2 separate regions of the Sus scrofa genome follow, and region 1 is linked to region 2. Evidence: chromatin contacts called from public Hi-C data. All regions are on one chromosome and are shown on one strand. The core of a region is the stretch at or near the end of the contact, and the rest is flanking DNA. Distances in the headings are between cores, read along the strand shown.

Region 1 (3,927 bases), core at 757-3,256, 820 kb after region 2:
TTTGATCTCATTTTAACCTAATTACCTCTTCAAAGACCCAAATGTGGTCACATTCTGAAGTTTGGGACTTAAGAATTTTGGGAGTCACAATTCAGTTCATAACACTCTGTTTTTCCCCTGCCACCTCCAATTTTATGTCTTCTTACATGCAAAATACAATCGTTTCATCCCTACAGCCCCCAAATTCTTAACCCTTCCACTGTCAACTGTAAGAGGTTGCCTCAAACAGCTCAAGGTGCTGGCATTTGAAGAAGCAGAGAGGGATTAAAATAATGTCTCATTTTTACCAGAAACTTGAGTCTAGTCCTGGTTTCTAGCACCACAGAGAGAGGCTTTGACTGACTGGGCCACTTCCATGGGGAGAGTTGTGAAGTTCAGAACTTGGTTGGGAGAAAGAGACCTGTTTCTCCTGAGACCCCTGCACTAAACTTTCCGGGTGAATTGGGTAAGCATCTATGGCAAAGGAGAATGCATTTCCTATTGCCTCTTGCTCAAAAGGAGCTGATCTCCTCTGTTTTAGGAAAGGAATACAAGGAGCTGATTCAGCTTACACAGTGTAAAAATAGCTAGGTGGACAGCTTGAGTGAAACTTAGCAGTTCACCTGTTTTTCCTATTATCAACTGCATCAAGAAAGTGTATCAAAGATTGCAAAGTTAGAAGCCGTTGGAAAACCGAGGCTCTGTGGAAAAATGGCCTATCTTAAATTGAGAAGTGCTGGGGAGCTCGCTCGGATTGAAAACAGGCAGCTGCTTTGCATGCTTCCCCATGAACAGCTGCCAAGGGAACGGCAGTCAACAGGAAGCCTTGACAGTACTAGTACCACGTCGGGGAATGTACCTTGGAACATTTGCCATCAGTGGGATTCCAGCAGATCACATCTGCAGGGGAATGACTTGGGCTTCCCATCGTCATTTGCCAGCCTCCCGAAGTTCAGTTTTCCTTTCTGGCTAGCCCAAGAGGCATTTGCAGGTCAAGTTCATTTTCAATGGTGCAAGGCTGGGAACCTTTGCAGTAAAGAGCCGCATTTATTCATGTCCACCTACTTGGACGCCTACAATTTCTGATTCGTAACATTTTGAATGTGCTATTGGATCCTTTAGCCTGGCTCACCACCTGCAAATAGAACTTGCCAGAGGAGGTGAAGGGAGAAATGTAGATAGCCTTTGAAAGTTCTGTTGCTACCCCTGAAGGCCATTCTGGTACTTTAAGAAATCACAGTCTACACTCAATTCTACAAAAGCCTAAAAGGGTCAAGTTAGAGATTTGACAAGGGAGGGGGAAGTTGGGCTTTAGGGCTTACGAAATATATATGTGTGTGTGTGTGTATCAATATATAAAATATATTTTATATAAGCTATATAGAATATATATTTAAATATATATAAACTATGTAGAATATATATTAAAATATATATTTTATATAAACTATATAGAATATATACTTAAAGTTCCATGTATAAACTATTTTATAGTTTAAATATAAACTACATAATAAACTAAATATGTTATTAATAAACTATGTATATTAAGAATATACATTCTGTATGTAAACAAACATGCACCACACATACATACTCACTCATATTACATATACACACAATACATATACTCATTTTTTAAGAGAGAACAAGAGGCAGCTTGAGAATAGCAAACATGCCCCAGTTTGCCCATCCTTAAACAGTATTAGTTGAATCTATCATGTTGACAATAGCCCCCACTAAGGGCAGACCCAGCAAACAACAAGCGAGGCAGGGTTCCCTCCTGCTCCTCCCATATGCAAATTGTGGAATGCAAGGGGCCTATACCGGGTGTACCAGTGGACTAAAAATACCTGCCTGCTCCATCTCTGTGGGGCTCTGCTTCCCAGGCAACAGGGGCCCCAGAGGCCCAGGCCCTAGCCGGAGGAGGGGCAGGGGCCTCCGTCTGCACCAGAGCTAATTACCGGAGGACCTGGACAGGCAGCTGCTGGGCCCAACTCTGGGTTTGTGAGCGCTTTGCAAGGCAGTGGTTCTAACTTTAGATCTCCACTCCAAACTTTGATCTTCCAGCACTGCTTGGCTTTAGGCAAAACATAAACTTGAGAGCTGCAACATGTTTTTCAAATTTTATTCCCCTGGCAGTTCTAGAATAAGGACAGGAATTATTTTCAAATGAGAATCTTTGACTGCATAACACAGGCTTCCAAAATTAAGCAGAAACACATGGCGGGCTCTTATTATTAAATTTCCCTTGGAAAACAATGGTTTAAATTATGGGGGGTTGGGGGGGGACAGCAGTCTGATAAAACTTTGAAACGTGAAGCCTAAAGTTTAAAATTAAAAAAAAAAAAATAAAGCTCTAGTGGGTTTTTGTTTGTTTGTTTTTAGATCATTATGAAGTTGTTCTGGCCTGGCCATTATGATTCTGAATCTACCAATGAGTAAAAAATTGAATATTTTGGGTTTAAAATGTAAGTGACAGTTTTGAAAGCTGGAAATCAGGTGCTAAAGGGTTTCCTGGCGTTGAGGGAGAAATTTGGGCTGCCTGATTACAGCATCTCCCTGGAAAGCAAGCATTTAATAAGGAAGGTAGAATTTAACTGTATCCCTGTCTATACCTGATTCTGAGTGGTGTTTAGCAAGAAACAGAACCCTTCTGGCAAGTGGTGCTTGCCCTTGGCTAACGGTATTCAGATGGGCCACAAGGAGGGCCATTGGCAATTCCTATCATCAAAATTAATCAATGTGCCGCTTTCCTCTTCTCCCCACGCCATTCCCAGAAAGAGATTTGGGAAGAGGATGTTCTTCGAGGCTGTACTACCTTAGATCTCTCAGGCGCTATTTAATTCTCCCTTCCCTTCCAGGACTAAATCAATTGCTACCTCCTTGATGAAGCCTTTCTGATGACCTCATTTAGTTTCCCCACGCGCTCGTTAGCCCACATCCTGATCCTGTGTATCATTCATTTAGAACTTATGGTTTCCTGCTGATGTGGTTAGTGATCTCAAAGCTACCTTATAAGACCCACAGTGGTGAGACCCAGCTCTTTTCACCTTTTGCCTTCCCCATTGGGCCTAGCTCAGTGCCCCAGGCCCATGGCTGTGTTCCTGTGCTGGGGACAGCAGGGGACACTTGCAGTGCTCCGGTAAGGACAGGAACTTAATTTTTTAGCATCACCCCGAGAACGTCCTGGGCAACAAATGTGAAGGGAAAAAACCCAAACTCCCTCCACCCCCGTCCCAAAGCCACCCTCAAAAGAGAGCTCGGTGGCACCATCAGATGGAGGTTGGACAGCTGGCTGGACAGTTAATACCACTGTGACCACTAAGCTGGACAGAAAAATGGAAGGGGAGATGAGAGAGCAGTGATCCCTACTTTGATTCTGCAAATAATGTTTTTTCTAACATTTTGTCAATACTCATAACCCCACTCCACTTTGGAGACCTGGCCTGTTTTTTAAGCTTTTCTAATTAAAGACAGGATTTCTGCACCACAGATGGTTAGTCTTAATGATATCAACCACCACCTCCCCCCCCCACACACATAGGTGTGTCCTGTACCATCTTTGCAGCATTTTTGAAACAGTATGAATAACAGTTGTAGGAAAACAAGAGCATCATTCACAAAACTTTGTTTAGGTAACTGAATTCCAGTTTGAAATAATTTCCTTTTCAATTATAAGAAACTTCCCTTCCTTTTTTTCTAAAAAGCCAAGCTAAGAAGCTCATTCACCATTAGGGGTGGGAATTACCTTGCCTGGCTCATGAGAAGATATCATGGGTCCAGAGAAAGAACTTTGCCTGGCTGTTGTCAGTGATTTAAGGTCTGGTCCAAGTATGGTCTTCAGAGCAGCATCACTGTCTGAGAGCTGGTTAGAAAAGCAGCACCTTGGAGTTCCCATCGTGCACGGTGGTTAACGAATCCGACTAAGAAGCATGAGATTGTGGG
Region 2 (3,950 bases), core at 1,002-3,501:
AAATAGAACACTCAGTAATGATCTAGAGCTCTGCCCCAGAAAATTATGAGTTTTGGCTGGTTTTTGTCATTGATTCACCTCATCCCGTCTAGACACTGCACAGCCTTCAAAACAGTGGGTGTACCAAAATTCCAGATACACTTAAGAGTATCTTGAGACTTCATCAAAACTCTTCATTTGGGGGGATTCTGAACATGGTTTAGAATCTATATTCAATTCTCCTTAAAGCCCTCATGTTTGTAAAGCCCTATATAGCATACAAAGCAATTTAGCTTACATTTTTTAAGACAACACCCTAAGAATTCCTTAGATGGGCATTTTAACCCCTATTTGACAGATGAGGTCACTAAAATTAAGAAAGGGTAACCTGTTTGTAGCAATAAAAGAAGGTATACAGATATTAAGAGTTGAAACTAGAACGTAAACTACCAATTTCTGTACCAAAACCCATTTCACATTATGCCACCTCTTCTTGGAGTATTCCAGATGTCTGACCAGTATCTATCATGGTAACAAAGATTATTCCACTCATCTTTTTCTCCCTGTGGAACACAGCTCTCTCCTCAAATAATATCAACTCAATTCGAAGTCAGTCCTTTCATCCATCCAGTCCTTTGATGGATGAAAATGTTAGAACTGGTCAACATTTTGAGCAACCATTCCTCTGGTACACCAAAAGTCACCATCCTGATGCAACACTAAAGTTTTGCCTTGGATTACTTATCCCACCCTAGACACAACAGCCAAACCATCCCCTCGCTCGGTGTCATGCCTAGGAGAAGCGGAAAAGCACACACATTATCAAATTAAAGCATGTGAGGTTTATGCTTTCTTTTCCCAATGCAGGAAAATCTTTCATTGAAAATAACACTAATTCCACAGAGTGTGCAATTAATCAACATAATCATGGGGATAACTTAGTTGTTTGGGGAGGTGTGTCAAATAACTCTTTAAGGCCACTAAAGTGCCACTTGAGCCACCGGAGTAATGATTTTCTGAATCAGCAATTTGTACAAGGGTTCCCTAGAGACCTGAAGGACTAAGCCTAACCCTGAAATCACTCAACTTACTTCTAATGAGTAACTTACTACCGGCTTTATGTGAATAAGGTCTTAACAGTTCTGCCTGCCTTGCTGTCTATTTTTATTGTGGTTTGTGTCTATGGTGGTTGGGTAGAACCAAGGCAATGAAGGACTGTGGGGAGCCTCTGAAGAAACAACATATGTACTTGAAATCTTATTTTTTTTTTTAATTTGAAGAAATGGAATACTTTTTCAAATAAAAATGAAAAATGGTCAATCTTGCATCCACACCAAAGGTATCAAACGCAAGTAGAAATTAAAGATTTTTGCTATAGTCTTAGGAGGAAAGGAAGACATAGGATGGGTGTACAGAAAAGCATACCCCCTAGCCCCTGCAATGCAATTCTATGGCTCAGAACCCCTGCTGATCATGAGAATCATTAGTAAAACTTTTCTGAAAATAGATACCTGGGTTTTGTACCTCGGGGTACTTACATTCAGTGGAATGGGGTTTGGAATCTCTATATTATATTTTTATTTTTGTTTGTTTTCCTTTTTTTCATTTATAATGATTTTTATTTTTTCCATTATAGCTGGTTTACAGTGTTCTGTCAATTTTCTACTGTATAGAAAGGTGACCCAGTTACACATACATGTATACATTCTTTTTTCTCACATTATCATGCTCCATCGTAAGTGACTAGGAATCTCTATTTTTTAAATAAAAGTCCACTGATTTGTCTACCAAGTCAGGGATAAGAACAATCGATTTATGTGGACTGATTTAGTCTTTCAGGTTACATCAGAGGAAATTCCAATACACTTGGTAACCTGGTAGATAACAACAACAAAAACAACAGCAAAAAAAATCCATGACTACTCAATCCAACCTATTTAGCTGGATTTTTCAAAAGCAAACATGTGTTGATCTCCAAGATCCTTTCAGACAGGTCCTTTCCATGGGTTAGAGAAGCCTTTTTCTGGAAGTGCACTAACTCTTTACATGTGTTCATCTCCACTCATGAAGACTGATGGTTTTAAAGAAATTCATCTCACATTACCAAGTAGAGGGCCCTAACAAACAACAGAATTCCAAGACATAAGTGTCCTGGATGTGAGAGGAAAACCCTCTTCTATCAGATCCACTGGTCCCCTCCTGCTTCCTTCCCCAAGACAGAGTCACCTTTAGACTCTAGGCTTAACTTCCAGCGAACCTGCCTTGGTTTGCTAACCTAAAAGGGCTCTTTCCCTGTCTATTCCCCATGCCCATGCTCTACTAAGGACATTAAACTCCATGTAAGCGGAAGAAGTCTGGTTCTTTGATTCCTCTGGAAGAGCTCTATGACATTCCCAGCCAGATGCAGCAGAGACAGTATCATAGGAGGAAGACTTGCTTGCTCAACTCTTTAGAATTTATCAGCAAATTTTAAGAAAATAAGCAGCTAAGTCTCACCACGCAAATCGCCTTTAGCAATAAATTATGTGCTGCCCATTAAACTGATGTTCTGAGCCTTACTAACATTAGTTGTAAAAAATAATAATGACCAAATTCCAGATTAGGTACAGCAGAACAGAACACAGAGGCAAAGGCTGAATATTACGTTTGTTACAAAGAGTCTATATGAGAAAATTACATATTTTAGAGCCATGACATTGAGGGGATGGCCTCAGTTTCCAAGCTGAGCTCACAACTAACAATTAGAATATAACCATTATCATCTCTTGAAGGAACCACAAGCACTGATATGATAATCAAGAATGCACAAAAATAAGGGAGGTGGGGGTTTCAAAAAAATTTTTAATGCAGCTTATACAAATGTACTATACTTACACATATACACAAATGTATATAAGTAACATTTTAAGCCACAGGCAGAAGATAATCTAAGTATATATACTGGATAGCCACTAGAATGCAGTTCATGATTATTGGACAATATTAAATAAATCAAAGTAAATAAAAATTCAGATGATTTATCCAAAACATCTGAAGGTAACTGCTATCAAAAAACTTAGATGACATTTCCCTGCTTCTCTAGCTCTAAGGTCTTTGATCATTTCATATATTGGGAGATTGGTTTGGGGTTTTGATGAAATGTGTTTACAACTTAGGGAAACATATATTATCATTTGTAATATATTCGATGACCATTTCTATAGTCTTAGATTATATAGGGTCTATATTACTAAACATACACTACTGAGAAGTTCGGGTGGAAGAGCCCATAATTCAAAATACAATTCAGGGCATTCAGAGAGCAGAGTAGGAGGACTGCTAACCATTGAACCTGCTCTTCAAGGAAGGTGATGGTTCACGGATAAAATTACACAAACCACTGAGTCCCACACTAGGATGTTTGAGAAAAACCTCCGGATTGCTGAATGTATGATCATGACTAAATCAAGAGAGGAAGGAGGGGGACACAGGAAGGAAGGGGAGAGGCAGAGGAAATGATGATGAGGGAGGAGGAAGAATGGAGGAAGGAGAGAGAAGGGGCGTAGTCACAACAGTGACCGCATCCTATCAAAAATATGCAAGAAAATAAAATACATCACGTGGAGCAGATGCTTACAGACAGCAATTTTCAGTCCTGAAGCTTGCAAAAATGATCCTCTGAAGAGTTGTGAAAGATGTCCAAACAACATGAGATAAGGAAATAGTTGTTGGGTGCCTATGTGTACCTACCATTGGCTAACTATACTTCAATAAGGGACATTACTCTTAGAAATTAGGAGTTTAGATGGGTGAATTGCTGGGGAGCAAACCCAATAATGTACACTGTAAGAGGAATCATGAGAATAATGAGAAGCACAGAGAACACCTAAAACAACTCCCGCATGGCAACAGGCGACCACAGGAAAGATGTACATTTGAGATTCTACACAAGATGCCATTATAACAGATTTAGTAGGAACTGGATAGCCACT

Evidence for each region. Hi-C and Micro-C count contacts between places; a contact is called where the count stands out from the background.
Region 1: a Hi-C map of retroperitoneal adipose tissue shows a contact between it and region 2, with 1.5 times the contacts expected there. The contact joins two enhancer-like sites. A contact is called at or near these places in 5 of 47 Hi-C or Micro-C datasets (fetal skeletal muscle, mesenteric adipose tissue, omental adipose tissue and 2 more) and 1 of 2 datasets of contacts at active chromatin or transcription factors (skeletal muscle).

What each region holds. Positions count from the first base shown.
Region 1 is chr1:105,721,380-105,725,306 of Sscrofa11.1, forward strand. No RefSeq gene overlaps it. Among named protein-coding and RNA genes, the nearest start is that of TXNL1, 290 kb to the right of the region's middle. Within about 2 kb of position 2,007, at least 18 of the 83 cell types and tissues checked have an H3K27ac peak or open chromatin away from gene starts, as enhancers often do. A contact at or near this core is called in retroperitoneal adipose tissue, where this site is marked.
Region 2 is chr1:104,903,405-104,907,354 of Sscrofa11.1, forward strand. The region is part of intron 5 of TCF4 (transcription factor 4); the gene reads right to left. Among named protein-coding and RNA genes, the nearest start is that of TCF4, 170 kb to the right of the region's middle. Within about 2 kb of position 2,252, at least 3 of the 83 cell types and tissues checked have an H3K27ac peak or open chromatin away from gene starts, as enhancers often do. A contact at or near this core is called in retroperitoneal adipose tissue, where this site is marked.